Regions from separate parts of the Gossypium hirsutum genome. Here all the other regions are linked to region 2. Evidence: chromatin contacts called from public Hi-C data. All regions are on one chromosome and are shown on one strand. Each heading gives the region's core, a stretch centred on a gene start, on an enhancer-like site or on the middle of the called end of the contact. The rest is flanking DNA. Distances are from core to core; before and after follow the strand shown. Region 1 holds the start of LOC107949638 (copper methylamine oxidase). Region 2 has its middle 4.7 kb from the start of LOC107949651. Region 3 holds the start of LOC107949671.

Region 1 (3,423 bases), core at 659-3,158, 350 kb before region 2:
AGTCTAGAATTCTAAAATCTAGCAAATGGGAAAAACATAAAGTACAACTGTCCATGCAATGAGATAGATTTACCATAGGAGGCTGAACATCTGGTACAACTTGAGATGATATTACTTTTCCCCTGTGATGCCCTCCTCGAGTTACTGCATGTACTTCAGATAACTCAACAATCCATATACTTGTTTCATTGGACTTCTTGTTATAGACAACCAATCTAGCTCGCCTGAGAGGGAGCTTGGTAGGTATCACTGGGCCATTTTTGGTCCTGGGAAGTAATGAGGGTTGGAAAGGTGGGAAGAAATAAGCATCTGCCAGAGCAACAACATGCTTGTCTGGCTCCAAAAGAACCACTTCAACGAAGCGCATGCTGTCTCTTACCTTGAAAAAGAAAAATAAGAATATTACTTATCTCAACATTTTAAACAACATAGAAACATCAACAAATCTTAAGCACATTGGTTTAGAAATGATAGAATGGAGGACAACAAAATAAAGGCATTATATAGAAATTAGCAACCTCAGGAGTGGCACCAGCAGCTCTGACAGTAGCAACTGCAACAGAGATCTCAGCAGCAGATAAAGGGTCCAAAGGATGACTGGTTTGAGGCCTTGTAAAGATTTGGATGCCTGCACAATCAAACAAGCAATCTTATTGAACACTATAGAGAGAAAAATCCTTGTCGACATCAGAGTGCTAAATAACTAAATACCAGCATAACTCTCAAACACGTTCGATTAAACACAAAATTCTTGAAGTTATTCACTTGAAATTTTTTTAGGAAAAAGAAATCGGTCAACAAGCAGCAGAGCAAATAAAAATAAAAGGTCAAAGTGAAGCATTAAGTAATGAATTGATAGTCCTTTCTCGAAATAAATCTTACACTTTCAAGATTCTTCCAATATAACTATAAAAGATAGATAAATAAAAGAAAGAAATATACATGCATTTGGTACAAACTAAACCGTAGTTAATTCCTTTTTTTTTTCAAAAAGAATATATATATCGAAGTCTGAAACTTTAGTTCATGATATTCGTGGATGATTAATGCACGAGGAACGATGCAGAAAATAAAAAAGTCCGAAAAACATGAGATGATAGAAAAAGAAATACATAACAACATGTAAAACGGCTAGGATCTAAATTGAGGATCATCTGAAACGCCGACACATTTCTTACAACAATGAAAGAGACAGGGGGAGAGAGAGAGATGCCTTTGGTGGAAGTATCGGGAAGAGAATCAACGGGGCGAATCAAGGACGCCATGGCAGCTTTGGTGACGCTGCTATCGTCGCGGCGATCCGTAGAACCGAGGGTCCACTCGTGCAGCAGATTGGAGGCGGTGGCGGAGGCAGATGAAGAAGCAGGAGGCGCGGCGGAAACAACGGAGTGCGATGCGCAACATGAAGAAGGGGAAGAAGATGAAGAAGAATGAAGCGTCGTCTTTTTCTTAGCTGAGGCCATTGTAAAGGGTTTGCAAGCTCGCCAAATCCACCGCAGTAAGTCTCAATACAATCTACTGACATACAGCAAAACTTTCTCAGTCGACTCTCTCTGGCTCTCCCTCTCTCTTCTATCTATTTCTCCGTTGGAAAGAAGCTTCAAGAAAATACAAGAAAATTTAAAAGAGAAAAAAATGAAGCAGAAATAACCAAGGTCAGATCAAATAGTGGTGAGTTGAGTGGCAATAAACTCTAATTCTAACGACAAAGGAGCGTTTGTTCATCGGGAGAAAGAAATGTGAAGAGAAAAAGGAAACCAGAACCAGAAACAAAACAAAAGGAAAAAGGAAAAAAATAATCAATGGTAGAGTTGGATAGACGGAGAAAAAGTAAGGGAATGGAAGGGCTTTATATACTATTCTACTCCTATTCCTATATAAGAGAAAGTACAGAAACCACGTGCATCCATCTCACTCTCAACCCACACCCTCTATTGATTTATTGGACGGGAGATCATAGGTGACCTGTTTAACTCTTTTTTGTTAACGCCAGATAATAACAAAACTAAAACTGATGGTGGTGGTGGTGGATATGGGCCATAAGGCGATGGCCCTACTTTTGTTTTATGTTTTTGTAGGATTTTGGGTGGGGAGCTTATAATAATGATTTATAAGAGGGATCATTTTCAGTGGATAAGGGGTGATACATACACTGATAGGAGGATCCTAATGTTAGCCCTGATAAGGCCGTACAACTTCCTCTTATTTATTTATAAGGACTTAATTTCTCTATATTCACTTTTACTTGTGGGCTACGGCCCACGCCACTGCATTCTTTACTTACTCTTATTTTACTTTTAGGATAAACTACCCTCATTCTTCTTTTCATCACTCTAAATTTTTTTTATCACTCTGATTAAGATAATTGTTCGAACTGCTCACAGTTATTAAAAATTTTATTGATCTACTAATGGATTGCTAACGTGGTATTTTTTTACTTTTAACTAAAATTAGGTACCTCTACATAATTATTCCAAATTTTTTTTTTTTAGTTTATTTACAACGTGAAGATTTTAATAGTGGCATTGTCCTTTGAATCCTCTCTAAGAAGAGGGAATCCAATTACGGCGACAATGAATCATGACCATAACCCCACTCTTTCTGATGAACCCATTTTTCAGTATAACACCATCGATCACCCTATCGCCATCAATGGCCATGACAATATTGTCTCTATTGTTACTTCAAGTAAAATTTATCTCTTTTTACTTCTATTTTTTTGTTTGTTTGATTTTTTTTTACAATTTTATATTTGAAAAATTAGATTCTTTTTACAATTTTTTACAATTCAACTGTTTCATTTTTTTTTCTTTTGGAGGATTTAACTTTAATAACTAGATGATGCTTTTTGAAGTTTGTTTCAAAATTTATGAAATCAAATTCAAACATAAAATAACCAATATGTTATAGTGCTCTGGATAACTGTAGGAAGCGAAATACGAAAAAAGGTTGAAAGGAATTATCGCACAACTTGTTTTAGGAGATTAGTTCTTCAATCCTCTGTAACATTTGTAATAGGTTTTTTTTTTCTAAATTGCAAAAAAAATATAATTATCAAACCAACCAAAAAAAAAGTAATCAAGAGTAGTTTTACTTGAAGTAACAGTAGAGACAACATTGCCATGATCGTCGGTGGCGGTAGGGTGGCTAAGTGGTGTTATTGTTAGAATTGTGTGACCCAAATTCTAAGAGATTGCTTGCAAGTCAAGTTAAACAAAAATATATTTTCTTTCTAGAAGATTTAGTATTTATTAGTATAATATATTTAGCATTTATTAGTATAGTTTATTTGACTTACTAATTTAGCCTATAAATAGGCTCCTTTACAATCTTAGAAAAAGAGACACCCATTAGATTAGAACTCATAACACATTCAGAGAATTTTGTGTTTACGTTTTTCGGGTTCTTTGTTTTTCGGGTTTT
Region 2 (3,304 bases), core at 9-2,508:
CTACTTAGATTGCAGGAAATATATGCAAGGCCTCTTACTTGAAGACATGATATGTTTTCCTAGTGAAAATGCTATTTATAAGATTTTAATAAGGTGTTAGGTTTTTCAATTCAAATAATTATAAGATAAGGTGTTGGTTTTTGAATGTTATACCTAAGCTAAGCCCGTAATGTTGAAAATTATATAGGATTTTTCGATCTATCCGTAAATCACGGCAATTAGCATTAAAATTCTTTAATTCCAAGCTCACCCCCCAAGACAACATTCCAAGCCACTTGTACAGTAGATCACGGTAGTTAATGATTTAGCAAAATAAAAAGGGTAACAGAGCTCAATGTCTAAGCACCGTCCATTATAGCAATGAGAACACGATCTTGTTGCCAATAAAAACTTTCATTCATATTCATATTCATATTCTTACACTTAAAAAAGGGATTCAAGACCAAACCACATGACAAAACTGACCAAAAGCTAGCCCTCTAAAGTAAACCATGACTACAACTGGACCACTTTTTTTTTTCCAACTTTACTGCAAGAGCAACTAGCGGCTAGGTTGATCACTGCTTGGAGGCAAACTGGTTAACCAATGACAAAGCATTGCTGGTGACTTGAGCGACATTAATGACTCGAGCTCCGATGGAGGCCTTAATCTTACCATCCAAAGCCCTTCCTGCGAACCCATCAACACAAGTGTTCTCATCGGTTAGTGCAGCACTAACCCAGGTCTCCACATTGCTAACGTGCCACAAGAAATCCTGACCCTTGGCTTGACCCATGTACTTGAGCTCTTGTACTGATTTGCTCAGCCTGTGCACGCTCTCACTCATCTCCTCAATGCAATCTTTGATTGCTTCATATTCCCTCCTCTTAAGTCCCCTGAATTTCTTCATTTTGGAGACGAATGCCTGGGTGGACTTAGTCCTCTCTAGGCTCACCGAAAGGGCAGTCTGAGCCAGTTGGCGTGGGCTCCGCTGGATTGAAGGGGCAAAAGCTGCGAGAGATTGGATGCAAAGTGATGGATATTAGGTGGCACTACATGAAGCCTTGATGAAATTTGAGGCACCTGATCTTGCAGCAGTTGGAGATCTGGCCTCGCAAACAATGCATAGAAGCGAAAGCAAGAGAAAAGTAATGGAGGGACTTGCCATTCTTCTTCAATAGCTTTAGAAATTTGAGAAGGGGGTTATAGAAAGGAGACTGACAGGGTTTTATATTTATAGAAGGTGAAGGTGGAGATAAACTTAGACTGACAATATGTTCTGACACGCGGCAATTTGCTTTAAGTTGAACGCGTGTAATGCTGGATTCTCTAGCCAATGCCTCAATGAGGACACAACCTCCATTAAGATTTAAGAATATAGTAAAAGTGTTATTATTTTTGTGGTTTTGTCAATAAGATCTAGGCTCAGGCTCTCAGTCTTTTACTCGTCTCTTCACATTGGATTAAATTAAATACAGGTAGGTCCTTTTGAATAAAAATAAAATAAAATCCTTGACCTAAAGCTACCGACTTGGAAGAGGGAAAGAAAAGGAATGGGAAACGGTGAGGAGGTGGGGTCTTGCAGCTATCCATTTTATATATGCAAGTCTGTAAAGATAATAAAATTACTTTTTTTTTTAAAATATTTTTTTATATTTACTTTTTTTAATCTGAATCTCTTAAATCTATTTTTAAAAAAACCTTAACCCACAAATTAATATTTACACTTTTTTAATTTGATATTTAATTTTTCTTTATAAATAGTATTTTATTTTTTATTATTTATTTTATATCTATTAAAAAAATTTCAACCAATAATAAATTGCCTCATCATATAAAAATATTTTTTATTATTTTATTATTTCCTTTTTTCTATTGTCTTTTTTCCCTTTCTTCTTCTTTTATAATATCTGGCAAAGCCAACAATGCTCGAAATTTTCCCTCCCTCTTAAGATTGAGACGCTGACAATTAATTCTATTTTTGAACTTCATCGCCTACTTGTTCGACTTAACGGAATAGAAATAATTCATTCATAGATCAAAACTAGTCTATTCAGAATTGAACTGCCCAGTTGCATCGGGTATCAACTAGGGTACTGATTTAAAGATAAGAGTTGATCAAATTGACTTGCAAACCAATACAAACTAGTTGAACCGAGCTAGAAAAAGTGTTGAACCAATTTTCACTATTTTTAAATTTTTAATAATTTATTTGATCGAATCAATCAAACTAGGAATTGGTGGCTAGACGGCTTTGACCATCAATCTGGTTTTTAAAACCTTGATCAAAATCATGAAGTTCTAAATGCTTACATTTGTAGAAGAAGCTCAAGATGAGAGAGGATGAAAAAAGAAAAATAATATTTTTTTTATCTTTTTTTTTGGCATGGCATTTTTTAATTGGTTATCTTTTTTTGTTAAATAGATTTAATGGTTTGACTAACCATCGAATTAATAGAGATACCAACTTGGAAAAAAAATTTAGTCACCACTTGTGAAAAATAATGTTTAGGTACACAAATGAAAAATAATGACATAATTTAAGTAGTATTTTGTAGGTTAAGCATTTTTTAAATAAACTTAATGGTTTGACTAATGGAGGTACCAACTTGGAAAAAATAGTAGTTTAGATATCACTTGTGACAAAAAAAGTTTAAGTATCAATCTCAGAAAAATTTTATAATTTAGGTAAGAATTAATATGTTAAGTTGTCTCAAAATAATGAAAATAAATTTGAAGATTCAAAATGATTAATAATTTCAAATTTTTACTTGAAGTTTGACGAATTTTATTTTAGTTGATAGAAAGTAAGATTATTTTTATCGATAAAATTATTTGAATGTAAGATACTTAGTATATTATTGGGTATATTAGAGTACTTTGTTTGATTTATTTAGCTTGAAATAAGACTTTATTATTTGATTGAAAAAAATGTAAGATTATTTAAAAAACATTTTACTAAATTACCATAACTATAAATAATGATAGAAAATGGCTATTATACCATATTGGGAGTAAAATTTAATTATGAAAATGTCATAATTATAATATACAAAATGTTGAAAATTTTGAAGTGACGAACAATTAATAATGAAGAACTCATTTATATAATTAATTAAAATTAAGGTAATATAATGAAGAAATGTTAAATTTTGTCAACTATCACCACTACTACTAATAATAAAAGGTCATTGTTATCATATGAGAGTAGGTTGTAAACAAAATATATTATTCTTCCTACTATAATTCATAGAGGTAAAAAGATGTCAAAATCAACATCGTATTTTATGATGAAAGCAAAATATTTCAAAATTTTGTATGTAA
Region 3 (3,266 bases), core at 53-2,552, 350 kb after region 2:
AATCTACACTCCAATCCAAAACCTAAACTAGATGGCATCAGTTTCTCAAGAGACATCTCATAATGATGCTGCCAAAAAAAAACACTAATAATAATAAAGAACAAAGATGCAATAAAGGTTAAGCAATTTATCAGGCTAGAAATCTTGGTGAGGGAATTCAAGAGACTCAGCTAATGAAGACTTATTTTTCCATCAGAGAAGAAAAATGTAAGATGTGTGATTCTACCACATATTATCCTAGAAAAAGAATACTTCCTCTTCAATTGATTTTCAGATAATACTAAAATAAGGAGCCAAAACACCACAAAATTGCAATAAAAACAAAACCCACTAGCTACCTGTTATTTGAAATAGAATTGATGTGATAATCATGAGCATGGCCATATACTCGTCGACATCTAGCCACTAGGTTGGTCTCCTGACTTGTTACCTAGATATAGTGAAGATTAAAAGTTAGTACAGAGTGATCAAGAAGCATTTAGACAACAAAAGAAATGTTCATGATTACTCAAAAACAAAATCCTAACACTCTCCTCCTACCAGAGAAAGAGAGAGGATGGTTTCCTGAATGTGGGTTTTGAATGGGAGAAGAAAATCCTCCAAAGAGAAGCACCGGTGGCAGAGAAGAGGAGAAAATATACAGAAGAAATAATGATAAAAATCAATCCCATAATAAAGACAAACAAAAATATACAGAGAAAAAAAAGATAAACTCATCGGTGGTGGAGAAGAGGAACAAAGAACCAGAGACTTCTTCAGTGGAGAAGAAGAACAAAGAATCGGTAGAGGAACAAAGAACCAGTAATGAAAAGAGATGGAAGCAAAGTGCATTTTGGATGAAAACAAAGAACCAACGTTGTTTGTGTGTTGTGTGGCTAAAAAAGTAAAAGACCAGCCCAAAAGCACTTCTTGGCTGAAAAAGCTTAAAAAATCTCCTTTTTCATCTACCCAAAAGCACTTCAAAAACGCTGGAAATTTGCAAGAGATGAAGTTCGTTCTTTATTGCTTTTCAGAGAAAAGTGCTTTTACATGTAAAAGCCCATCTCAGATGCAATAAAGAACGAAGCCTTCATCTCTATCATTTCCATTTTAGCTTCTCAAAGAATACACTGTTGTTTTCCCCAAGGTACCTTTTATGCCCCATCTTTGCCCCAATGCTTCATCGGCTGATTAAGATTCCCTCCTCCATTTTCCTCCTTGCAAACGGGGACACTTCTCCTACCAGACAGATTTGCTTTTTCCTCTTCATACCCTCCGTTGCTAGCATGTGAGCCAACCCATTTCTTCCTCTTCCAGTATATGAGAAACGATAGGTACGGAAAACTTCATTCAATTTTCTAATATCTTAGATGTAAGCACTAATCACTGATTCATCTCTCCTGTTTATATTTGTCTTTTATTATTATTACAAGAGCATTTCCCTTAATCTCAACCCTTTGAAATCCTAAATCTACTTCTATTTGTGTCACCTAGAGACATGCAACCGTTTTTACCGCAAACATTGATGAAATACATTTGTTGATTATTGTTTTCAAGCCTAACACCGTCCTATCAGGCCTCCTCACTACCAGTCTTGTACACGACTCATTTTTGCTCCTTTGAAAAGCTCCATCAAATTTTATTCTGATCAGATCTGACACCGATGGTCCCTATCCTTCTAGTACAGGAATTCTAATAGATAAGCGTTTTTTAACCTCTCCCCATTCTTTTGTATATTTTTTCACCATTTCCACTATTTATTGAGCCAGTTGATTATGTCTTTCATGTAGGACCCGATTCCTAGACGTCCAGATTGCCCAAATAATCTCGATTATTAAGCTCTTCTACCCACATGTTCCATTATCTAATAGGTATGTCATTCATTCCCTACATTCGACTACTGAAAGATTTTGCGGCCACCAAATTCCTAACTTACCCCATTCTTCCTTTGCAGTTACACAATCCCAAAACACATGTTCAAGAGTTTCGCAACCATTCTAACATATGGGGCATGTCGTTTCATTCCCTAGTCTCCTGAAGGCTAGGTTGTTGAGAGTCGGGATAAAATTATTAAACCCCTTCCAAATTGTAATTTTAACTTTGCTAAGTGCTTCTGTATGCCATAATTTATTGTAATAATTTCTGTAAAGATATGGCTCATTGTTTGTATTGGTGTCTTGTATTGCCTTCTTGTACCCACTTCACATTGTATATTCCCCCGTCGCTTCTCTTTTCCATACAAATTTGTCTTCTTGTGGGTTTTTCGAGAGAAGAATACATAGAATGCATTCTACATCTTCAATCGCAAAAACATTGGTAATCAAATCCTCCCTCCATTATTTGGTTTCTTGAATAATCAAATCTGACACTCTAGTTATCGAACTATTTGTAACCCGATTCTGAACTTTATAATCTACAGATTCAGGGATCCATGCATCATCCCTCACAGATATATTCTATTATTCTACCCCGTTCCAACCATCTAGCACATCCTGAATTTAAGGAAGCCCTTTGTGGCCCAAATACTCCTCCATGTATAAGAATGATTATTCCTTCTAAGAACGTAGATAACGAGTAGTATTTCACCTTTAAAGTCCAACTACACAAATGAATCGCTCGCTTATCTTTGTGCTTCTACCAGAAGAATTTACTAATAATTACTTCTAATTCGCAATAAACAGAATTGGGTAATAGAAAACGTAACATCAAAGAAGTTGGTTTAACCTGTAAAATACTCTTTATAAACACTTTTTTACCTCCCTAGGAGAGAGGCTAGATACACCAGTTGCTCACTCGATTGCATAATCTATCTTTCAACCCCTAAAACGTTGCTTTCTTTTGTCGTCCCACCATACTAGGTAATCCAAGATACCTTCCAGTGCTCCTTTTGTGTCAAACCCTTACAGATTAGGAGATATCGTTTCTTGTTTGTTCCTGAACATTTGTACTAAAATAAATGACTTTTCAAAATTGATGCACTATCTAAAGCAATTTTCATATTCTTGCAAAATCTCATTCATTATCTGTGCCCCCTACTTGCCTCTCCAAATAAAATGCAATAGTCCACAAATAAAAAATGCGTGATCGCGGGGTGTAATGTCCCAAAGAATATGAATTGTTATTTGTTAAAAACTAACGCAATTAAGTGTCTATCTCAGTGGTTAGTAGTTAGTATGTGTTTGGGGTTTGGTCTTCGGGTCTTGTTGTGAGAAATTGAATTTATTTTTGTTACTCTTTAATGGGATGTTTGTTAATGGTGTTGGATGAGGTTTAAAATTCTAGAAAAG

Evidence for each region. Hi-C and Micro-C count contacts between places; a contact is called where the count stands out from the background.
Region 1: a contact with region 2 is called in a Hi-C map of leaf, with 1.9 times the contacts expected there. The contact joins the promoter of LOC107949638 here to the enhancer-like site in region 2. A contact is called at or near these places in 2 of 34 Hi-C or Micro-C datasets (both in leaf).
Region 3: a contact with region 2 is called in a Hi-C map of leaf, with 1.7 times the contacts expected there. The contact joins the promoter of LOC107949671 here to the enhancer-like site in region 2. A contact is called at or near these places in 2 of 34 Hi-C or Micro-C datasets (both in leaf).

What each region holds. Positions count from the first base shown.
Region 1 is chrD03:43,293,703-43,297,125 of Gossypium_hirsutum_v2.1, reverse strand. LOC107949638 (copper methylamine oxidase) reads right to left here and starts at 1,908. Exons shown (of 12, transcript XM_016884372.2): 1 at 1,214-1,908; 2 at 519-628; 3 at 74-379. The coding sequence starts at 1,463.
Region 2 is chrD03:42,943,690-42,946,993 of Gossypium_hirsutum_v2.1, reverse strand. It overlaps the pseudogene LOC107949652. Among protein-coding and RNA genes, the nearest start is that of LOC107949651, 4.7 kb to the left of the region's middle. Within about 2 kb of position 1,258, at least 6 of the 9 cell types and tissues checked have an H3K27ac peak or open chromatin away from gene starts, as enhancers often do. A contact at or near this core is called in leaf, where this site is marked.
Region 3 is chrD03:42,589,958-42,593,223 of Gossypium_hirsutum_v2.1, reverse strand. It overlaps LOC107949671, which reads right to left and starts at 1,302. Exons shown (of 3, transcript XR_001697847.2): 1 at 1,131-1,302; 2 at 339-430. LOC107949672 (a long non-coding RNA gene) reads left to right here and starts at 1,135. Exons shown (of 6, transcript XR_005911371.1): 1 at 1,135-1,313; 2 at 1,556-1,850; 3 at 1,934-2,295.